2 separate regions of the Salmo salar genome follow, and region 2 is linked to region 1. Evidence: chromatin contacts called from public Hi-C data. All regions are on one chromosome and are shown on one strand. The core of a region is the stretch at or near the end of the contact, and the rest is flanking DNA. Distances in the headings are between cores, read along the strand shown. Region 1 has its middle 15 kb from the start of LOC123724178. Region 2 holds the start of nemf (nuclear export mediator factor).

Region 1 (5,894 bases), core at 1,460-3,959:
CCAAACGCCTAAAGGTACCACGTTCATCTGTACAAACAATAGTACGCAAGTATAAACACCATGGGACCACGCAGCCGTCATACCGCTCAGGAAGGAGTTCTGTCTCCTAGAGATGAACGTACTTTGGTGTGAAAAGTGCAAATCAATCCCAGAACAACAGCAAAGGACCTTGTGAAGATGCTGGAGGAAACAGGTACAAAAGCATCTATATCCACAGTAAAACGAGTCCTATATCGACATAACCTGAAAGGCCGCTCAGCAAGGAAGAAGCCACTGCTCCAAAACCGCCATAAAAAAGCCAGACTACGGTTTGCAACTGCACATGGGGACAAAGATCGTTAATGTGGATATATTGAAGCAACATCTCAAGACATCAGTCAGGAAGTTGGTTAGGAGCCCGTAAAACGGATGGCTGCCAGTAAAACGTCAGCCATCCCTCCGGCGCCATTATATCGTGGACAACCATACATCAAGGACAACAAAAATAACAGCAAGGCCAACTGAATATGTGCATGTATGGCACTATTTACTTGTGTGTGTCCGTGTATGTGCACGTGTATGCATTTTAATGAGTGTGTATGCACACTTGAATGAGTGTGTGTATATGCATGTGTACCAACACCTGCGCGGCATCAGCCTCAGGCAAACAGGCATTAGCTGTAACAACACTGCCTCTGTGTCATTCAAGCTTACTTTTTTTTTAAACATTTTTTTAAATTACTTAAGCTAAATTACAGATTTGTTGGACACATTTGCAGTTTGTTGAGGTTGTGTTTCGGGTTATGTTGTGCCCAGTATAAATGAATGGTAAATAATGTATTTTGGAGTCCCTTTTATATTAAATAACAATATAATATGTTTCTGAACACTACATTAGTATGGATGCTACCATGATTATAGATAATCATTATTGAATGTTGAACTATGATGAGTGAGAAGGTTAGAGGCATAAATATCATACCCCCTGTTACGTTCCCCAGTTTCTGTGTTGTGGTTTTGTTTGTATGTGTTTGTATGTGATTCAGGATGGCATAAATAACCCGCAGTATTTACTGTCAATGCACACTAGGTAAGACCTGGGCGGACCACCCCCTTGTATGTTGGTTAGCGCACCAGGTGGTGCTAAAAGGTTAGGTAAGTAGTGGGTAGGCAGGTAAGGTAGGAGAGGGGGCTTTGAAATGTACTTTCTTTGCTTCCGTTCAGCCCCTTTTCCCCAAAATTTACCGTGTGAAGAAATAAATAAATTCCCAGTAAATGGTAAATTCTCTGCCTTTGTCATCCTTACTCGCACCTACAGTCCCATACGTCTTTTCACTCCACGGGGAGTTGAGTTGTAGCAGGGTGTTGCGTTCCCTCTTCCTAGAGGTGTACGTAACACCCCCTAACCTCCCTTGTTTTTGGTAAAGGTGAAAAATTAGCATGTTTTTGGGTGTATGTTCTTTGTTGCTATAACTTTCTCACTCATCATTATTCACAATTCATTCAAACCAGTGCTTGACTTGGGCAGGAGCTCACCGGAGCTGAGTACCGGCACCTAATGTTCTACTGCTTGAGCTCCTGTTCCTCTTATAGAATATTAACTCAAATGTATTGTGGAGTTCCTGCACCTACATACTGTAACAACAGTACCGGCAACCAAAATGAGTACTGGAATCTATTTCAGTCCAAGTCAAGTAGTGATTCAAACACAACCAAACCAAACTGCAAATGCATCCAACAAGTTTGTTGAGCCACAAGCTTGATGTAGTCACTACATGCTAGGAATATGGGACCAAATACTACACTTTTGACTAATTTAATACAACGTGTAAGTGAATTTGACACCTTCAAATTCAGGGGACTTGATACATAAAGTGCTTTGATTTCTAAGCGTTTGGGTGGTAAGGCTAAAGCAAACGACTCTAGGCGAAAGTTGAGGAGTGAAGGCGGAGGAGGTGTATCTGCAACAGCCGAAAGTCGGAAACTAATGTGGTTTTCCAATAGTAAGGCTCAGATCAACATGGCAGTGTTGCCATTATTTACAAACATATCACACACTCACAAACTGAAATCATATGTGTGTATATTGTACAATCAATTAGTGAGAGAGTACCTCACACATCACAATGTGCTCGTTCAAGTGGATCACTTTTGTCAAGTCGGTGGCCATCGTTGATCACTGCCTTCCAAAGTGCTTGCATTATGGGGATATATGCCGCATTCAAAACAACTGAGATCTCAGAAATCTCAGACTTCCGACTTCAATGTTTTCAAGACAACAAAACGAAAAATAAAATAATAATTCTGACTGGGACATTTTTTGGAACGGTTATCCAACTTGGAATCACAAGTTGGAAACTCAAGCATCTTTCTAAAGCTCCGACTTTCTGACCTGAAGATCACTGAAGTCATGATTTGACCTAGTTTTTCTTTTGAGTTCCCAGTTGTCTTGAAAGCACCAAAATATTTACCAACTTCGACACAAAGTGATTTTCGTAGCAGGTTAGGAGAGCATTTTCGCTAACCCTAACACTTTACCTAACCGTAATATTAGTCTCTTAACCTGCTGCGTAACTTCTAACCTGCTGTTACGAAAAAGTAACTTCATTATCGACGTGCGGTGAAACGAGTGTTTAACCAAAGAGTTTTTCTAACTAAACCACAGCCTGTCGTTTCAAACGAAAAAAAAAGTGTCATAGTGGGCAAAGCCAAGGACGTGCTAGCGAGATCCTATTGCGCGTTGTAGCATTATTTGCATATTTCTGTTAGGGAACGCCTACTCAGGAATGTGTATGTGCAATAACTCAATTTGCCTTTGCACTCCTAAACAACGCACTTTTTGGAAACTTCGACAAAGTGTAGTATACTGTTCGTAACATATTTTAGTTTTGGGAACAGAAAACTGTCTTGCGATCAAATGTTTAGTCGATTAGAAAATGTGCAGAATGAAACAGATTTGCAGAATCTAACCTTTCCCATCAGCCAACTCCCATTTCCCCGTCTAAATTGCATTGTGGGCAGCGTAGTACTCTTATGGGACATAGCCGTGGACTTATCTCTTCAAGTTCGTCCTCCGGTACTACAAGTACCAGCATGCACTGTATGAATACGTTTGAAGGAGTAGCTGCCAGTTGACGAAATCGGCTGCATTGATTAGAGTCCCACATACACGTCACCCGTGGATGTGCTTTGTCTAGACGTCTAGTTTGTTCACTGTTGAGTCTACGGCCATCGTTGTTCGTCATTCGGAAAATGTCCAACAGTAGCGTGGGCGACGATAGCTCCGTCACCATGGAGGTGTCAGCTGCCGTCCAAACGGTTGCTGATGCCGCGGTGCTGCAGAAGCATATTCATAAACTTGTCCCCCTGTTCCTGGAAGATGGCGGCGAGGCTCCGACCTCCTTGGAAACCGCTGTAGAAGAGAAGAGATCCATAGAGTAGATTAAGTTTCTCTCAGACCCCAAATTCACACACACCATTCTCCTCGAGAGAAGCACTCTCAAAGGTCAGTCTGATTCAAGTAACTAGCTAACTAGTTGGCAATGAATAGCTTCTTCGTAGGCTAGCTAGATAACGTGCCTGTCAAATAAACTGCTGTTTACTGATGGTTTTACCAAAAGACGATACAGCAGGGTTCCCCAACTGGCCAGGGGGTGGTTTAATTTATGAGCATTCCTTTGATATAAAGTTTTTGACAAACGTGTAACTTTTTGAAGTAATAACATGTTAAACTACTTAAAAGACATTGGTTCGAATTAGAGGTCGACTGATTAATCAGCATGGCCGATTAATTAGGGCCAATCAGTAATCGGCATTTTTGGGCGCCGATTATGGCCGATTGCATTCCATGAGGAAACTGCGTGGCAGACTGAACACCTGTTACGAGAGTGCAGCAAGGAGCCAAAGTAAGTTGCTGACTAGCATTAAACTTATAAAAATCAATCAATCTTCATGTAACGATGTGAAATGGCTAGCTAGTTAGCGGTGGTGCGCGCTAATAGTGTTTCAATGGGTGACGTCACTCGTTCTGAGACCTTGAAGTAGTTGTTCCCCTTGCTCTGCAAGGGCCGTGGCTTTTGTGGCGCGATGGGTAACGAAGCTTCGTGGGTGTCAGTTGTTGATGTGTGCAGAGGGTCTCTGGTTCTCGCCCAGGTAGGGGCGAGGAGAGGGACGGAAGCTATACTGTTACATTGATGCTGTTGATCCGGATTTGACCATATTAATGACCAAAGGCTCGTATTTCTCTGTTTATTATAATTAAGTCTATGATTTGATATTTCGTAGAGCAGTCTGACTGAGCGGGGGTAGGCGGCAGCACGCTTGTAAGCATTCATTCAAACTTTACTGCGTTTGCCAGCAGCTCTTAGCAATGCTTGATTCACACAGTGTTTATGACTTCAAGCCTATCAACTCCTGAGATTAGGCTGGCAATACTAAAGTGCCTATTAGAACATCCAATAGTCAAAGGTATATGAAATACAAATGGTATAGAGAGAAATAGTCGATGCGTCATAATTCCTATAATAACGCAAACCTAAAACTTCTTAACTGGGAATATTGAAGAACTGGGAATATTGAACCACCAGCTTTCATATGATCTCATGTTTTGAGCAAGGAACTTAAAAGTTTGCTTTTTTACATGGCACATATTGCACTTTTACTTTCTTCTTCAACTCTGTATTTTTGCATTATTTAAACCAAATTGAGCATGTTTCATTATTTATTTGAGACTAAATAGATTTTATTTAAGTTAAAACAAGTGTTCATTGTTAATTCAGTATTGTTGTAATTGTCATTTACATACATATATATGCAGATTAATCGGCCGTAATTATTTTTTTATATATATATTGGCCTTTTTTGGTCCTCCAAGTATCGGTGTTGAAAAATCATAATCGGTCGACCTCTAGTTCGAATCTAGGTTGTGCCTTTGAGTTTGAGAAAATTAACGAAGGAAGAATTTCAGGTCTCATTAACTTCTCAAACCCCGGGCTGGTCTGCTTAGCAAGCATTCTCGGAAGTCTCGCGTAGTTGCGCCTCTAGATGGGCATGATTAATCGAGTACTCGAACTGACATCAACTCAATCTTTAACCATATATTAATTTTTTTTTATATATATACTGTAAAACTATTTGACCAAAATTGTCTTGAAGACAACGTTAATTTGCTTTGACTCTAGTGTTCCATTTGCCCATGTGCATTTGCAGGGCGCAACAAAAAAGCCAAGCATCAAACAGTTCTTCGTGGCTGAGTGCGCACACAAGCTCCTGCACTTTGAAATAAATGCCTATTTAAAACATATCTAACTGATGGGACACACAAGCTACATTCCTTGCCAAATGAGTTTTATCACATTCAAATTAGACTGGTTGACTGAAGTAGGGAAATGTGTTCCAACAACTAGCTGCAGTTTTGGAATTTTTAGGTCCCTGTCTGATTTACGTTTACGCTTTGATCACACCGAAAGCGTAGTTGCTCAAAATAGTATGCAGCATCATCTGGATATGTATGCAACAAAAGTTCAGCATTCACCTTCTGCTACCATTTCTGTCAAGCCATCTACGCATACAGTTTGACGCATATGTTCGATAAATCCAAGGTATGTACCACACCGAACGCACGGCATCTGCCTCTGCAATGCTGCAAGGCAAATGGAGCGTGTCATTAGAAATGTTGTTATTCTGGTGTACCAGAATTACAGGTGCCACGAAAAAGGATGGAAAGTTACTGAGGATAGTAGCAGATGATATTGCCACTCCTATTTGCCACATCTTCAATTTAAGACTACTCGAGAGCGTGTGCCCTCAGGCCTTGAGGGAAGCTAAAGTCATTCCTCTACCCAAGAACAGTAAAGCCCCCTTTACTGGCTCAATTAGCCAACCAATCAGCCTGTTACCAACCCTTAGTAAACTTC
Region 2 (5,894 bases), core at 2,143-4,642, 89 kb after region 1:
ATGGTAATCTTACACACTACAATTTTAAAGCACAGTACAGTATGTCTGTATTTTCTATCGAGTACAGTGTGTGCTTACCGTAGCTCTCTAAAATAGGCGTGCTGTAGCGCCGCTCGTGAGCCAATGCGCTCCTCTGGGTCGTAGGCCAGCATCTGGTAGAGCAATGACAGACTGGGCGCAGAACAGTTTGGGATGAGCCGAGAGATCCCACTGCCCTTCCGTGGAGGGAAGTCAAAACGCATCGCCCTAGACCTGTCAACAATAATGTACAACAATGTCACTAAGGACAATGGTTTCCATTGAACATACTGTGAAGGCACTGGTCTCCATTACATGAGAAATGTATATAATGCAGCCAAAGTAAGAAACGTACTGCCTGAATTTTTGAAGAAGACTGCTGTCAGGTGTACCCAAAACATCATGGATCTTGGTCACCTGATCCAACTCGTTGGTACCCGGAAACAGAGGGCTGAGACTGGAATATAAAAACATGATAATCTGTGATGCCATCAAGGCTACTTACACAACAGTATGTGTTCATGAATGTCTGGCTTTGACCATAGAGGAATACATATCACTAAGGCTATAACCTAATTATAATACTACATCCTATTTGGTCTGCTTTTTGGGTATGCAAGGATGGAAAGTACATAAGCAGTATGTAGTTTGAGAATTCGGTCACAGCCAATGACAAGAGAGGTACCTGATGATCTCGTAGAAAACACATCCTACACTCCACATGTCCATCTTGTGTGAGTAATAGCCGTCTGTGAGGAGGCACTCTGGGGCTCTGTACCAGCGGGTGGAGATGTACTCTGTGTAGGGGGGCTTGGAGTGCAAACTCCTGCACGAGCCAAAGTCTCCTAGTTTGAGCACATCATGCTATGGAAGCAACAAACCAAGTCATGGGCAACATATGGTAAATAATGTAACAGTTCTTATTTACAAATTAGCAGGCAAGGTTTTCAGCATCATCAGATTTTTTACTTACTTTGATTAGAATGTTCTCTGGCTTAACATCACGGTGGAAGATCCCATTGCTGTACGAAGGTAACAAAAGAGTAAAACCGTTTACTTTTAGGGGAAGCAAAACAATTACCCTTAACCCCCCCCCGTAAGAAATGTAAACTAAAAAGCATTATTTAATGGACAAGCTCCCATCCATATTTCATTCTTACCTATGCATGTGATCAAGTGACTTGCAAAGTTGATACATGTAGTGTCTGATTTTACTTTCTGGCAAAGGTTGTTGCCTCCCTGCAAGTGAGACAAGTTAGCAATACACAAGATAACAGAATGGGAAATAGTCTTTGGTGTACTGTAGTTACACTTATGGTAAAGGTTTCATGTCATTCACAGTAGCAGTTTCCCTGTGTGTCTGACCTCTTATGTACTCATAGATGTTCATCTCCATCAGCTCACATACCAAGGACAGGGTCCCTGATTCTTTGTCACTTTAACACATTGAATGAATCAGACAAAATTATCATGTTATAATTCAGTTCAGGCTTCACACATACAATAAAAACGACTGTGACAAGCATTGTACTCACAATATCAATTCATGCAGCTGAATGATGTTGGGGTGAGGGTTCAGTTTCTTCATGGCCTGGACTTCTCGCAGGTTGTTGGCCTGTTCCAGGCTGAGCAACAAAAAACAAAACACATTTATTATGTATAACTTTATCTTTCTATTCTAGAAAAACATGTCTCATGACACATTTTCAAAGATGCAGGCTTAAAAATTCTTGCCACAAAACTTAAAGCCACGTTGTCCCTCGCTGACCTCACTTGGTCAGGGTATGTTGAAACCAATATACACATCAATGGTTGACACCCAGTAGGATGGGTAGGGGTGTCATGCTGCTGGCTCGAGTTTCAAGGCAAGGGTCCACGTACAAAGAGGATGCCGTGCACCTGAAGGCAAGCAGCAGGCAGAACCATTATATACTTATGTGCAACACACATGATAATTACCTGCTGAGTGACTGCTTCATCGTTTTACAAGCATAATATTTCCCATCTTTCAGGCTTTGAGCCTTCACCACTTCTGAAAATGTCCCCTCTCCAATTTTCTTGATTATCTTGTAATCTGCATAACAACAAAGGAGTTGAGAAAAAACATGTAGCTATCTACAGTAGCTGTATCTAGCAAACGCTAGCGTACTGTACTAGTTTGCTAACGTTAACTACTAGTACCGTTAGTACAGGGAAACAATTCGATCAACTTACTATCCATTCTTCAAAATGTACACTGCATAGAAGTAAATTATCCATAACGTTACTAGCTAACGTTAGTCCTATATTTAAATAACACATTGCGATATTTTCATGACACATGGTTGTCAAAGATTTGTATAACTAATCTCATTGTTCTATCTGTGGTGTTGTGGCATGCATTTTAGCTAACTAACTCCAAGATTGAAAGGCTTGGGGGAAAATACGCCTTGCTGGTCTCTAGCCGATGCTAATGAAGACATTTCTAATCTCTACTACTAGCTAGCCATGTTAGCTGGGCCGTCACCTTGGTAACCAGGCACGCCTCACCCTCAACTCTTGACCTAAAAGGTGGATGATTTGAAACAAGAAACTTGTCTCGTTACAGTGGCTGGCTATCTATTTCTGACATTGGACTCACACTCAATGATGTATGCACACTTTTACTGTTATGGTCGTCCAAATGCCTTTATTCTGCAAATAGAATAACAATTGTGTTTTTGCTCTATTACAAAAGGTCTGCGCCCATCAGTCGCTCGAGCAGAGAGATGGAGCCAAATGCAACATAGTTTACCAAAAAAATGCACAAATGAACAAAACATATATTTCCTATAACATGGAGCATGTTCATGTAAACATGTTGTTCGTTTGAATGCCATTTTGCGAAGTATTGATCTCACCTTTTTTCCAAAGAAGCTTGCTTAAAATGAGCTCAGATCTATTTCGATTGTACAACGTTGTATTGTTATATATGTCCATGAAGCTTTTCCAGTCGATACTATGCGTTTTGTTTGCTTTGCGAATGCATGCTCTATTTTTCACACCAACAAGCCAATTTGTGTAATACATAATTATACGATAGCTGACGAAGAGAACGCATTTAGTACAACAATGCCCCAAATCTACCGTTAATTTGTATCTTGAAACACTCCCAGGTATCAGCGGGTGACCATCACCTGGCAGCATCAACCAACAAAATTCATCATTGCGTAATGTAAATAATTTTCGTCAAATGTCTGCGCATGCACGTGCACAAGTGTGTGTTTGTGTGCGCGAGAGTCCACGCTCGCGTGGTATTTTTGATTCAAACAGGATTCCGTACAACTCTAGACCGCGCATGCGTGCTGTAGAAGCCAGCGTGTTTCGTTGCTGTGTGCTGCTCTTCTTGTCTGCAGTGTAAATGTTTCGGACAACGAATACAAACCACTAATTTTCACCATGAAAACAAGATTCAATACCGTGGATATCAGGGCGGTAATTGCTGAGATAAATGCTAAGTAAGTTAGTCTGGTTCATGCATCATGAAACGTGCTAATGTTGGCTAGCTAGCTAACGTTAGCTAGTTACTCTAGCAAATGTCGAAGTTAAAACAGAGATTTGGCTTGTTCGACATTTCAGGCGACTGACTGATCTTCAAATCACCTTGCGTCTTAAATAACGACTCTTATTATTTGTAGCAAGATCAGTCACAATTTACCCACGAAACATCACGGTTTTCACGCTCTCGAACACGGCCATTGAATAACTAGCTAACTAAATAACTACTGTCAACAATGGGTTTAGGTACACGGGCATTCTCTAAACTTGACAGACGTTAACTACACAGATATCTAGCTAAATGGATAGCTAGCTAACAAAATATGATTGGGACTTATGAATAATGTCATCGTGACACTAACTCAACTTATGTTATCACAGTTACCTTGGTATGCGCGTAAACAACGTGTATGACATCGACACCAAGACCTATCTCATCCGGTTGCAAAAGTAAGTAATATCTGCTACCTGTCAGTAGTACCAAGCTACAGAAACCATCCATGTTGTTGCCATGATGTTATGTTTGTTTACAGAACTTGTCATGTACACGTAGTCCTAGGGGTGACTGGTGTTCAAGGTTAGAATTGAAAACGTTTTTGTTTGTTTTCAGGCCTGACACCAAATCTATTCTACTGGTTGAATCTGGACTCCGCATTCATTCTACAGACTTTGAATGGCCCAAAAATATGATGCCCTCTGGCTTTGCCATGAAAGTGAGGATACGTTGTTTTTTCAGTTGTCCATTCTCTTGTCAAGCAATGATGGATGTCTTGGTAACTCACTGCATGATCACTCTTCCCCACAGTGTCGAAAGCATCTCAAGTCAAGACGACTAACACAGGTGAAGCAGCTTGGGGTTGACAGGATTGTTGACATCCAGTTTGGCTCAGATGAGGCTGCTTACCATCTGATAGTGGAACTCTATGACAGGGTGAGAAATGAGCATTCCCTTTTTCCTCTCTCCGAGTCTGACGTTTTCATTATACTCCTCAACTGTAGAATACAGTACTCGTTTCATATTTAGCAATGATATTAGATAATCCATGCTGTTCTCTTTATGATTGTCATGTTGAATGCAGTGTAATGTGCACCCCCTGTGTATGTGAAGGGTAACATTATCCTGGCGGACCACGAGTACACCATTCTGAACCTGCTGCGCTTTCGCACAGCAGAGGGAGAGGAAGATGTGAAGATAGCAGTGAGGGAGAGGTACCCTGTGGAGAACGCCAGGCCCCCAGAGCCCCTCATCAGCCTGGAGAGGTAAGACAGCCCCTGGAGGCAGATAGTGGGGTAGGATGAATGAATCATGGGGGGAGAGTGGATTAGGATGAATCATGGGGCCAATGCAGGCAAAAGATTGGGAAAATATGTAAATATTTGCAGATGAATTTGGTGAAATGTTGAGGGATTTGTCACAAGATGTTTAGTGAACTGAGTATTGTATTCAATATATATATATTTATTTATTATACAGTACCAGTCAAAAGTTTGGACACCTACCCTTTCAAGGGTTTTTCTTTATTTTTACTGTTTTATACATTGAAGAATAATATTGAAGACATCAAAACTATGAAATAACACATATGGAATCATGTAGTAACCAAAAAAGTGTTAAACAAATCATAATATATTAGAGATTCTTCAAAGTATCCACCCTTTGCCTTGATGACAGTTTTGCACACTCTTGGCATTCTCTCAACCAGCTTCATGAGGTAGTTACCTGGAATGCATTTCAATTAACAGGTGTGCCTTGTTAAGTTAATTTGTGGAATTTCTTTCATTAATGCGTTTGAGCCAATCAGTTGTGTTGTGACAAGGTAGGGGTGGTATACAGAAGATAGCCATATTTGGTAAAAGACCAAGTCCATATTATGGCAAGAACATCTCAAATAAGCAAAGAGAAATGACAGTCCATCATTACTTTAAAACATGGTCAGTCAATCCGGAAAATTTCAAGAACTTTGAAAGTGCAGTCCCAAAAACCATCAAGCGCTATGATGGAACTGATTCTCATGAGGACCGCCACAGAAAAGGAGACCCAGAGTTACCTCTGCTGCAGAGGATAAATTCATTTATTAACTGCACCTCAGATTGCAGCCCAAATAAATGCTTCACAGAGTTCAAGTAACAGACGCATCTCAACATCAACTGTTCAGAGGAGACTGCATGAATCAAGCCTTCATGGTTGAATTGCTGCAAAGAAACCACTACTAAAGGACACACAAAAGAAGAAGAGACTTGCTTGGGCCAAGAAACACGAGAAATGCACATTAGACGGGTGGAAATCTGTCCTTTGGTCTAAGTCCAAATTGGAGATTTTTGGTGCCAACTGCCGTGTCTTTTGTGAGGTGCAGAGTAGG

What was found. Hi-C and Micro-C count contacts between places; a contact is called where the count stands out from the background.
Region 2: a contact with region 1 is called in a Hi-C map of muscle, with 1.8 times the contacts expected there. The contact joins the promoter of nemf here to the enhancer-like site in region 1. A contact is called at or near these places in 2 of 3 Hi-C or Micro-C datasets (gill and muscle).

The regions. Positions count from the first base shown.
Region 1 is chrssa09:235,687-241,580 of Ssal_v3.1, forward strand. It overlaps the pseudogene LOC106610585. Among protein-coding and RNA genes, the nearest start is that of LOC123724178, 15 kb to the right of the region's middle. Within about 2 kb of position 2,710, at least 13 of the 13 cell types and tissues checked have an H3K27ac peak or open chromatin away from gene starts, as enhancers often do. A contact at or near this core is called in gill and muscle, where this site is marked.
Region 2 is chrssa09:324,008-329,901 of Ssal_v3.1, forward strand. It overlaps nemf (nuclear export mediator factor), which reads left to right and starts at 3,393. Exons shown (of 32, transcript NM_001173635.1): 1 at 3,393-3,494; 2 at 3,916-3,984; 3 at 4,145-4,247; 4 at 4,340-4,465; 5 at 4,643-4,794. The coding sequence starts at 3,436. LOC106610632 (MAPK/MAK/MRK overlapping kinase) reads right to left here and starts at 3,310. Exons shown (of 12, transcript XM_014210061.2): 1 at 2,898-3,310; 2 at 1,978-2,092; 3 at 1,554-1,643; 4 at 1,384-1,454; 5 at 1,179-1,257; 6 at 992-1,040; 7 at 704-882; 8 at 374-475; 9 at 79-252. The coding sequence starts at 3,183.